3 separate regions of the Sus scrofa genome follow, and regions 1 and 3 are each linked to region 2. Evidence: chromatin contacts called from public Hi-C and HiChIP or PLAC-seq data. All regions are on one chromosome and are shown on one strand. The core of a region is the stretch at or near the end of the contact, and the rest is flanking DNA. Distances in the headings are between cores, read along the strand shown. Region 1 holds the start of ACBD6 (acyl-CoA-binding domain-containing protein 6). Region 2 holds the start of XPR1 (xenotropic and polytropic retrovirus receptor 1). Region 3 has its middle 19 kb from the start of ACBD6.

Region 1 (3,850 bases), core at 1,148-3,647, 120 kb before region 2:
ACAGGGGTTTGAAATTTTCATTGTCCTCTCATTTTCACAAATGTCAATTCATTCTTGTTTGCTGGAAGAGTGCAGGCTAATACACGGAGGACCAAAAAAACCCTGTTAATTGGTGTGATCTTTTTGAAACTTCACTGAAAGATGACTGTGGAGCCATACACTTATCTAAGACTAAAAGAGCTATTATGTTAGGTACATTTAGGGCCCTGCAGGAGAAAACAAGGTTCACAGCTCAGCTTATTTTTATCAACTTCCTACTGACAAAATAGAGTGCTATTCTGAACAGAAAACATAAAGATATAAAAACCTTTCTATGAAATTTGGAGGAAATGAGTCTTACAATGCCCAGAGAATCATCAGTCAGCCACATTACTGGTCCAAACACAATGCACAATCAATTCTTGTTAAATAATTAAAAGTCTCATTTCATTGTTATAAGGACAGGATTAAACCTCCCCACCCCACCCCCACAAAAGATATCCAGAACTTTTGCAAGAAGACAAATTCTGAGGCCAATTTAGGGGCAATTTTCACTCAACACTCTAATTTATACCATTTGTTCCTAGAGCTGCATCCCTCAGGTCACTTTACAACTGATACTCATTGACCTTCAAAAGAAGGTTCATATCTACCCTATTATATTCAGTTTAAGAAAACAGAGGGAGCCCACAGCTTTCTTTTTTTTTGTTTTTTTTGTTTTTTTTTTAAAGAATACAGAGGAGGGAGTTCCCCTTGTGGCTCAATGGGTTACGAACCCAACCAGTATCCATGAGGATGAGGGTTCGATTCCTGGCCTAGCTCACTGGGTTAAGGATCCGGTGTTGCTGTGAGCTGTGGTGCAGGTCACAGACAAGGCTCAGATCCCATGTTGGTTGTGTCTGTGGTGTAGGCCAACAGCTGTAGCTCCGATTTGCCCCCTAGCCTGGGAACCTCCACATGCCTTGGGTGCAGACCTAAAAAGAAAAAAACAAAAACAAAACAAACCCAGGGGAAACAGATACCAAGAGGCAAAAAAAATTTTTATAAAAGAAAATGGGCTATCCTCCAGAGCTTCATCACTTCCAGTGTTCCAAAGAGCTAGAGTTTTCCTAAACTGTTATTTAACTCTAGTCAGCAATTTTTCACCCGTTTAAATCTAGACTCCTCAATTAACTTTGTAAAGTCTCTTGATGGCAAGTATCATGATGCTTTTGCTTCTCCGCATTCCCCACAGGCATAAAACCCCAAGTGTTTTGCCCATTTTTGTAAAGGTTCTGAAGCTGGTGAAAGCTTAAGTGCAAGGTCACTGGGCAAGTCAGAGAAGACACAGAAAAACTGTCATTCAGTAGCCAGCTAAATATCACTTCTCAGATAGCAGACAGGTCCTTTCCATGTCCAGAATGATGCAAATCCTTAACAGATAATTAAAAAACAAAGCACCCACATAAACTTCATTACACCTGGCCATTAACCAAGCTTGTTGAATGATGCAAATCCTTAGCAGATGATTAAAAAACAGAACATACACACAAAACTTCACTACACCTGGCCATTAACCAAGCTCATTTACCATTAGATTTTGGAGAAAAGAGAGGCCTTTGGTCGTTCACCCGCATCCACCCCTTCCTCGTGACTTTACCTGCTTGTACCTGGCATACAGGTACAAGAGCTGCTCCCTGCTGGCCACCTGAACCAGGCCTTGGAGGTGCGCGGCCGCCTTCTCAAACAGCTCGGTCAGGCTCCTGGACGCCTCGGTCTCGGGGCTCTGGAGGGATTCCGCATCCCCGGAGTCGTCCCCCGAGCTCAGCTCTCCGCCGCTGTCGCCCGTGGTAGCCCCCGAAGGCAGGAATGGCGAGGCCATGTGTCCGCCTGTCTTCTTCAGACCGGGTGTAACGCCGTCTTGGGGGCCTGGCCCACCAGTCCCCTCCCTGAGTCGGACCCAAGCTCACTTACTCCGCGCTCCCTCCCTTAACTCTATCTCCCTCCCTTTTTCCGCCCGGCGCGTGCAGGGCTGGCTCCGCCACCCTCTGCGGCTAACCCCTGCGGCCCAGGTCTCCTCCGGCCTCTCCTAGCTACCCAGGACCTCGGACTCATCCGGGGTCTCTCCAGCAGCGCTGGGGGTCCGCTGGCCACAGGCCTCGAGGTCCCGGAAAGAGGGCGGGACGGGGGCCGGTAGGGGGCGGGGCGGGGGCGGGGCGACGTGAGTGCCGAGCACGCGCCCAGGGCTACGGCCGGCCCCCTGTTACACGCTGGGAGAGGGAAACGTGGGTAGCTCTGGGTTGGGCACCCTCCAGTAAATTAAGGGACTCTTGCGGTGAGCTAGGGAAACGCTGCTTGGAGAAAGTGCCCTGAGTCGTTCAGATGTCCGTTAATCGTTTTGCTGAAAATACCGGAACCCATTCTCGGGCTAGGCCATCGGCGGGTGGGGAAGGAGGCCGTCTATTTGGTAGTGTAGCGATAGGAGCGGAGTCGTGGGAAACTTGGAGCTGAGCACGAAGGTTCCGCCTGCGCCCGCCTCCCCAGATTGTGTAGCCTCAGTGTCCCAAAGCGGACGTCGAATGTCGGCATTCTCTTGCTGGAGGGATTGGTTCTAACTTGTAGAGTGAATGAAAATATGGGAGATGGGACCTTCAGCACCCAAACTGTGAGATTGGTCAAATCTCTTCATGTGTTGCTTTGCACGACTTGCAGAACCCACACCTGGCAGAGCTCATGGGACCCCACCCCCGTGGCCCTTAGCCTGATTTGCTTGTTCCCAGCTCAGTCTTTGCCGCTGTGCTGTGGCAGTCACTGACAGTGAAACCAGAAATACGCTTAGTTCTGCCCTATGTTAGAAACCTGCAAAAACTACAATATGATTATAATAATGTTAACAGAAATAATGATCTATAGTAAGAATAGGGTTTCCCAGGTGGCTCAGCGGGTAAAGGACCCCACGTGGTCACTGCTATGGCTTGGGTTTGATCCCCGGCTGGAGAACCTCCACCTGCCTTGTGGCAGCCCCAAAAGAAAATAATAGAAGAATGTTTTGTTTGAGCCAAACCGAGGACCAAAGTCGAGGAGTCAGCCTCTCAGTAGCTCTGAGGTACGGCTCTGTAGAAGCGTGGTTTTCAGCACATGAATGAATCTCATAACAGCAGAGCTCAGTAAGCCATCAAAAGCTCATCCTTTGTGTTTCCTTTGCTTCAAAGCTCAAAACCAAGCAAAACGGACCTATGATGTCAGAAATCAGGACAGTGAATGGTCTGGGGTGCATAAGGGGAGCTTCTGGATGTTGACAGCGTTCTCTTTCTTGAACCAAATGCTGGTTACACAAGTGGATTCACTTAAAATATATGTACTTTTCTATATATCCAGTATATATGAATGAAAATTTAAGAAAGAAAAAAAAAAAAGAGCCCTTGACATTCAGAAGCTGATCTAGAACTCACAGCTAAACCATATCATCCTCCTATTAGGTGGAAATCACCTCATGAATACCAACCTCAGTCAAGGGCATCTGAAACCATGATCAAATAAAGACAAAGCAAAGCACTTCAGAAGTTTGTTTAATCACAGACAAAACCAGGATCACTCAAAATATCAAACACACTTTCTCTGAGCCAAAATAAGTGACTCTTGCATATTTACAGAGTACAGGTTTGTTCTCATGCGAGTCTTTCTGCTATATAGATAAGACTGATTGAGATACCCAGTCATAGAATTGTCCCAGCTTCCTGACAGTGTCCAATCGTGAACATACCCCCAGTTTCTTAGACTGCCCCACTAGTTACCAGTCAAAGCACAAATCCTGTCATAGGTCGATCACTGAAACAACCCATAGTTCTCCACTTTATGTTCTTCCTCATGGAAATAAACACAATGTGGTAAC
Region 2 (3,803 bases), core at 415-2,914:
CCCCTCTCTGGGTGGTACTTCCTTTCTGGGAGCACAGCCCTCTCTTTTGCCTTTCTCTCTTGGCAACATTTACCTCTAGTAGAGGGGAATTGTTATGGTGGACAGAGGAGTACAGTGCTGACCTGAGATGAGTCTTCCTCCTCCTCTTCCTCCTCCTTCCCGTTCCTCTCCTTCCCCTTCCTCTCCTTCTCCTTCCTCTCCTTCTCCTCCTTCTTCTTCCCTGATTACCCTTTCACAGAGGTTGAGGCTTTTGTACAACAAAAAATCAGAAAGCCTCATCGCCCATGACTATTTTCCATCATGCATCATCCCCTGTCCTGAGGAAATAATTCTAGTATCCCTACTGACATGATTTAAGAGGAAGAGGAAAGGGGAAAAATACATAGAGAAAAAAACCCAAAAAACCCAAACCAACAGTAGATACTGTTATCACAGAACACTGTCCCAGTCATAGTAGCCACTTAATCTTTGGATCTCACCAAAATTGTGAGAATTAAAGGACAAAGTACTTTGCTTCGATTTAAAATAATTTTTGTTCCACGGACAGTAAGTGCTTAATAAATTATTATTCAGGGCTCCTCCACTCAGGGAAAGACCTTGATTTCTGTCCAAAATCCAGGACAATTGCTCCCATACTCAAATAGTGCCAGCTGTGTGAGTGATCTGTTCTCTATGCTCCCTGAGAAGAGTCAGCCTGGATGCTGGACCCCTTTTTTGATCTCCTTGGAGGTGGGGTTCCTACTGTACTTCAAGAGGATTCTCTTTCCTCCCAGCATTGGTTTCCCTCTCAAACCTCACTCCTAATCCCCACGAAGCTTAGCCACAAGTCCAGTTGATACCCCAGTCCTATTTTGAGTCCAGGTGTTGTGGTTGGCCTTTCTGGGAGCCCTGGGGCTAGACAATTACATTGAAATTCAGAAGCAGCATGCAATTTTTGGCACTGATATCTTTAAGTAAATTCAACAAGCATTTATCCAGCACCTAGAGCGTGTAAAATAAGCTTCCTTTAAATACATATGGCCCTTAACTATTTAGTCTGTTTTTGTCTTTTTTTTTTTTTTTTTTTTTTAGGTCCGCACCCGCGGCATAAGGAAGTTCCCATGCTAGGGGTCCAACTGGAGCTGTAGCCACAGGCCTACAGACAGCCACAGCAAGGCCAGATCTGAGCAGAGTCTGCAACCTACACCACAGCTCACGAGAAGGCCAGATCCTTAACCTACTGAGCGAGGCCAGGGATGGAACCTACAACCTCATGGTTCGTAGTTGGATTCGTTCCGGCTGCGCCAAGAAGGGAACTCCTATTTAGTCTGCTTTTAATTTGAATTAATGTTGAGCCATCCTTAAGGGTTTTACGAAGAATAAATATTAAAAAGAAAAAATATTTGCACAAATCTTTGCAAATATAAACTTCTGTGGAGTATTGTTGCTACAGTATTAATATTAATTGCAATAACACCACAGCTTCCCAGGCAAGCGTTAGGAGCGCAGCTGTAAGGCCAACAAGAACCAGACGGAAGAGGTCAGGGGAGGTGCCTTCGGCACGTCCGGCCCAGAGGGGCGGAGCTATAAGGAATATACTAAAATACCGCCCGTTACCCCGCCCTTTTCGACGGTGCGGCGTAGGCGGTTACCATGGCGATGACGTATAGAGGGCGGGGCGGGGAGGGGCGGGGCTATGGAGAGGAGGAGGAAGATGGCGGGAGGGCGGCTCTGAGGAGACCTCGGCGGCGGCGGAGGAGGAGAGAAGCGCAGCGCCGCGCCGCGCCGGGGCCCATGTGGGGAGGAGTCGGAGTCGCTGTTGCCGCCGCCGCCAGTAACTGCTGGACCCGAGTGGGAGTGAGGGGGAGACGGCAGGATGAAGTTCGCCGAGCACCTCTCCGCGCACATCACTCCTGAGTGGAGGAAGCAATACATCCAGTATGAGGTACCGGCAGCGGCCGGGGAGTGGGAGGACTCTGAGGGGCCACCATCTCCCCAGTCCTGACCTCCACCGCCGCCTTCGGCTCCTGCTGCCTCCCCGCGCCCGGGCGGACTTTGACCCGGTGCGGCGGGGAGCCACTGCGGCATCCCCGCCGCGGCCGGCCCCCTCTGGGCCCCGCTGACCTTCCCCTCCCCCGCAGCCCCGCTGCCGCCGGGGTAACGGATATGCGGGCGGCGGGCCGGGAGGGAAGGCACAGCCGGCCGGGGCTGGGGAATGGCGGTGGGAGGGCGAGCCGCAGGTGGAGGAGTCGGGGTGTGAGGGCAGCCCCGGGGTCGCGGCGGTTTCGCGCTAATCCCCTCCTCCCGCTCACCCTAACCTCGCGTCCCCACCCTGGGCGAGCGCCCCCTCGCCAAGGTTAGGTCTTGTTTCTCTCTGCTCACCTCTCACCGAGGAATCCTCTTCCGAGATAAGCCCCTCCAGTGATTTCCTTCATTCCACGGAGCCCTTCAGCTTTTCTTCACTTGCCCGCTGTTGACAAAGGCTTTGTAACAGGGTTGAAACTTGATTTAAATGTGTATTACACATGCAGTGGTTACACTATGCACACGTACCGTAATCAGCTATTTTGTTTTGATGAGGCTGACTTGTCTTTTCACTGATTGCATAAAGTATACAAAGTATATAAAACATCCTTATCTTTGTTTTTGGCTCTTCTCTTGTTTTGGGATGAAGGGGGAAGTGGAAGGAAGAAAGAGAAGGGAATTATTTACAATTTTCACATTTTCTTTCCTAAATTTTTTGTTATCTAGGGAGAAAAGTACTACATTGTAAACAATGTAGTTTGAAAACATACCTGTGTATTACAGAAATCATGGCCCGTCTCACCCTTAATTTCTGTAATAACAGCTCTTGGAGTGTATTTAATAGATAGTGATAAGGAACCTTGCATTAATAAAAGGAAGAGTAAAGGTGGTGAGCCCATTTAGGGATTCAGAAGCCAAGATACCTGAAGGGCTTTAAGCATTGCACTAGGTTATTTTCCTTAACTGGCAGTTCAGCTCCTGGATAGAGAAAGACTTATCTGTAACCTCCAGGAATTCACATCTATGTTATGTGCAGGAACAAAGAGTATAAAATCAATATGAACACAAATATTCTAGCTAGGTTTTATGAATTAAAATATTTTGGTTCTCTATTTAATTTCTATTTTAAGTTCATTGATAGGTGTTTAGGCAATAGTTTATTCATATAACAGTTGTAATAATTGAAGAAGACAGGGAAAGGGATTGTTAAGTAGGTTAAACAAAACCTTGAAGAACCTTGTAAAATAAATTCACCTTGTAACATACAGTATTTGATTATTGCCAGAAATGAAAGCCCGAAAATTATTAATGCTTTCTTTTCACTTAATTTTCTTACAGTGTTTTGTGGCTATGTTTCATGAGAATGAAAAAAAGGGACTAGCTTTTCACCTTGTAGAGGTTTTGATTTATTGTTTCTAATAACGTTTGGTCAGTTTAAAACCTTGGCTAGAGTCCAGATGATGGTTTTTATTGAAAGGAAGGTATTGGTCTTTCATCTCTCTAGTAGTAATTTTCAGCACCACTGCCAGTTCTTCATAGAAGCATAGAGCACAGCATGCTGAAGCAACATCTTATACTTGTTATGTAGTATGGAATGCTTCATTTGGGGAGAAGTAATGGTGGTTGGTTGTATGCTATGATTTGTTTTAAATATTACAGCACTCAGCTGTTTCATAGAATTGTATTAACTTGGAATACAATTTCTGGGGCTGGAAGGAGAAGCATAAGATTTAGTTTGAATACATAATTACTTCTTGATTTATAATGTCAGCTTTGTGGCTGGAGTAATTCTGGGATTC
Region 3 (3,933 bases), core at 292-2,791, 100 kb before region 2:
CACCCTCCAAGACCTCCCTGTCCTGAGATCATTTTCACCTCGGCTCTGACCTCCTTTCCCACTGAGTGGTTTCTCCTCGCTGGCTCTTCCAGGGAGCAGTCTCTGCTTCCCACCCTCTACCCAATTTCTCTGTTTTGTCAGCTCATCTATGGAAAGAGCCTCATGTGATTCCAGGAACTTGGAGCCGTTTGCCCCACTTCCTTCTCGATGCAGGTGACTCAAGCTCCAGAGAACAGGGAACATCAGGATGTCTTGGTCCTGCACTGAATCCCTCAGAGCTTTGGTCCAGGGGCCGAGTGGAGAGAAGGCGGGATGCTCGACACGTTCTTCCTCCTGTTTCCTTGGCCTTGTTGAAGCTGAGCTTACCGTGCCATTAAGCCAGAACACTCAGCCCTCCGAATCCTCATAATTCTTTTTTTTTTTTTTTTTTTTTTTGTCTTTTGTCTTGCATGCAGCCCATGGACATTCCCAGGCTAGGGGTCAAATCGGAGCTGCAGCTGCCAGCCTACACCACCGCTCACAGCAACGCCAGATCCTTAACCCACTGAGGGAGGCCGGGGATCGAACCTGCGTCCTCATGCATACAAGTCAGATTCGTTTCCACTGAGCCATGATGGGAATGCCCTCATAATTCTTAATGGTGTCCTTACCACCGGTTGGGGTAACAGCCACAGAGAGAGAGCGCCCACATTCCAATGGAGCTGTAAAGAAAACACTATGGTTCTCCTCCGAGATCTTGCTCTGAGAGGCTGGAACAGCAGGAACCCACAGTCCAAAGGAGACCCGTCAGCCAGGTAACAGTGAGGAAGAGAGGTCTGTCTCCCCCAAGGCCCTCTCTCCAAGGACCAAGCGATTCGGGTTCAGGAACCAGCTGAGAGGTGGATTTGAGGACCTATTTGGTCTAAGGCAGGTTAGCAAGGACCTTTTCGGGGGGGTAAGAGGATGAATAAAGAAAAGAAAGGAAGATTTGCCTGCACTGATGGAACTAACAGCCCATTTCCAGGATGGGCTCTGAAATGCAATCATCGCACCAGAGAGGCTATGCCAAGATGCCCATGGGTCAGCAGACAGGAGGCTTCAAGAGTTCAGCCCGGGGAGATGGCACTGAGCTGGGACAGAAAGAAAGAGTATCTATCAGGCCCGCAATGAGGCACGTAGTCTTTCCCGGACTGAGCAAAGGGCAGAGGTGTGCGGGCAGGAATGGGAGTGACGTGTTCAATGGGAGACAATGAGTCATGCCCTTGGCTTTCTTTACTCCACAGCTGCCACATAATAATGGGCACATAACAGGTTATTATTTTTCTGCTTTTTTTAAAAAACCACAAAATTAAAGCGAGACCCAAATTCTCAAGATAGAAAATACGCCTGTGATGTCAGTACCTGGTGACACCAAGGAGGTGAGAATTCCTGAGCCCGACAGGAACTCGAACCCTGACAAAAGTCTCACTCTCGTTTGCTGGAAACTCCATTTATGTCATGCTGTCTGTCTTACAGGAGTCTCTTCTGTAGAGAACCTGAAAATAACCTGGTCAGACTTTTCCTCAATCACTAAGCTCAGCGTCAGCAATTATTTTGGCTGTGTCATGATGGAGCACGAAATGCCTGCTGTTTTAAAAATACTTGAAGGCTCTTTGGAGCCAGGAAATGTCTCTAGGAGGAAACCAATCCTGGTAATGGTCACGGCACAAATGTCTAGCCATGTCACCTCAGCAGGTGTGTGGGGGAGGTAGGGCGTCTTCAGGTGCATTTCCTGAGACTTAGGAAGCGATGCAGAAGCGCTTTTCTGCTGACTTCCCTCCTGTATCTCTGCATTTCCAAGTAGGTATGAATGGTGGTGGGTTGTCATGCCAGGCTTCCCAGCCAGTCCGAAGGCATTCCACCCCCAAGACATGAGCAGGGGAAGGTTTTTTGCTTTTCTGTTGCAAAAATAGAAAATTTCAATATTTTCTGTTGACGTTGTTTTTGTTTTTCTCGTATTTTATATTGAGGAATATTAGCTGCCTCTAACTCCAAGCTTATGGAACGTTCTCCTTTATGTATCATCTTAAAACAACTGATTTTTAACCTACCTCCATTGCTCAAGTGGCTGCTATACATTTCCAGGGTGTTTGGAAAGGAAACAAATTTCTCACTTCATGAGTCTAGCAAAACAGACATTATCAGAGGGCCGAAGGAACGAGTCCGGGAGACACTGTGTTCTCTTAGTCACCAGCACATACTCGGAAAAATTCAACTAAGCCTCACTTGTGTGTATTAAAAGCTCTTTTCCCAGCTCAAAATCGCATTTCAAAGGGTGCCTGGTACAAAGCGAAGCCAAGTATAACCTAGCCACACAATAGTGCCAAGGGTAATACATGGTTTTCCATCTCGTTTTAAACAGAAGGTAGGGCGGAGCTGTGAATATGCAGAGAAATAGCAGTGAGCAAAGCTGAGCGGCAGGGAGCTGCGTGACCTTGAGCAAGTCGCCTAACCTGTGTGGGCATCTTCACTTAGAAAATGAGGGGAAATGCCCTCGTACTTTAGCACAGAATGACCACAGGAGAAAAATGTGTGCAAAAGCACTTTGTAAGGGTTTTTTTCCTACAACACGAAAGGAATTGTAGAGGTGGCTCTTTGGAGGAAATGAGATATGTGCAAAGCTTTTTTTTTTTTTAAATTGATTTAATATCTACCATTTTATGGGATTTAACTTTAGCAATTAGAGGTTCATTAATTAACACCCTAAGAAAATACAGTTATGCCATTAGCATGTCTTCTAAATGAACCATTTCTCTTTTTACTGTCATTTGGAATTTTCTCCGTGGAAGAAGAGTATTTAAAAGACAAATTACCTGGAAGATAATGGGGTGAGATTTTTTGAAGCAGCTTCTGTCCAGAGACAAAAGGCTTTTTCTGCTGTACGCCACTTGAACGCAGTGATTTATTTGACAATACTTTTTTTTTTTTTCAAATAAAGTAAGAATATAGAGGGTGTTCCAGCAAGTCATATGGAAGGAGGTGTCCAGGGAGGGTGGAAGAGCAGGAGAGGAAAAATATTGAGGGAAGTTGACCAGAAGTATCAGGAAACCATACTGGATGTCTTCAAAATTGAAAGTCCATAAACAAGGCCCCTCCCAGTGAACTAAGCACTTGGGCAAGTCACCATCTACCTGTGCAGGTGTCAAGGCTTTGACGGGCCCCACTTCTCTTCCCTACCACTCTTCTCTTTTTCTTTCTCTGTCTGTTTCTCTCTCACACTTTTTTTTTTTTTGGCCATGCCCATGGCATGTAGAAGTTCCCAGGCCAGGGATCAAACTCATGACCCAAGCCCTGACAGTGACAAGCCAGATCCTTATCCTGCCAAGCTACCAGGGAACCCCACTCTGCTCTTCTTTGAAAGCTAATCAGTAAGAACATGGAGGAGCCCCTTTCTCCTAGGGCCATGATCTGTTATTCAGGAGAGAGAGTTCTCCAGGCAAAGCCATACACCAGTCTTCCAATGACCAACATTACTGCCTAAAAGCATGGAGGGCACTAAACACCCAATAGCTCACTGCCCCCACTTGGAGCTTCTCCTCGAAGAGCTTAACTTCTGACTCATTTTCATTTGAGGCGAAATCATTAGAAGAGTTGATCCTTGTATGCGGGCACCTGTGACCCCCAACTTGACTAAATATTTTTCAGCTACTTTGCAATATTACCTGACAGTTGCTTTTGCCCATTTGCAGGAAACCAGCCCTGACCACTCTCTACGATAGCTCTCCGTGCCTCCTCACACCATGATGGGATCCCCTTTGCTTCTCTCCTAACAGGCCAGGCTACAAAATAATGCCAGAAATTCCCTTTCTACCTTGTACTATGAAGAAAATGCCATATAACGAGGGAGAACCAGGATCACGGTGTCCAAGTACCAATTTCTCTACCCTCTCTCGTCTCTGGCTGCTCTCTCATCTC

Evidence for each region. Hi-C and Micro-C count contacts between places; a contact is called where the count stands out from the background. HiChIP or PLAC-seq counts read pairs in DNA pulled down with a chosen protein or histone mark.
Region 1: a Hi-C map of skeletal muscle shows a contact between it and region 2, with 2.5 times the contacts expected there. The contact joins the promoter of ACBD6 here to the promoter of XPR1 in region 2. A contact is called at or near these places in 7 of 47 Hi-C or Micro-C datasets (alveolar macrophages, brain, embryonic fibroblasts and 3 more) and 2 of 2 datasets of contacts at active chromatin or transcription factors (alveolar macrophages and skeletal muscle).
Region 3: an H3K27ac HiChIP or PLAC-seq map of skeletal muscle shows a contact between it and region 2. The contact joins the enhancer-like site here to the promoter of XPR1 in region 2. A contact is called at or near these places in 6 of 47 Hi-C or Micro-C datasets (alveolar macrophages, brain, embryonic fibroblasts and 2 more) and 2 of 2 datasets of contacts at active chromatin or transcription factors (alveolar macrophages and skeletal muscle).

The regions. Positions count from the first base shown.
Region 1 is chr9:122,113,634-122,117,483 of Sscrofa11.1, forward strand. It overlaps ACBD6 (acyl-CoA-binding domain-containing protein 6), which reads right to left and starts at 2,398. Exons shown (of 8, transcript XM_003130348.5): 1 at 1,619-2,398. The coding sequence starts at 1,840.
Region 2 is chr9:122,236,290-122,240,092 of Sscrofa11.1, forward strand. XPR1 (xenotropic and polytropic retrovirus receptor 1) reads left to right here and starts at 1,665. Exons shown (of 15, transcript XM_003130352.6): 1 at 1,665-1,924. The coding sequence starts at 1,856.
Region 3 is chr9:122,133,385-122,137,317 of Sscrofa11.1, forward strand. No RefSeq gene overlaps it. Among named protein-coding and RNA genes, the nearest start is that of ACBD6, 19 kb to the left of the region's middle. Within about 2 kb of position 1,542, at least 9 of the 83 cell types and tissues checked have an H3K27ac peak or open chromatin away from gene starts, as enhancers often do. A contact at or near this core is called in skeletal muscle, where this site is marked.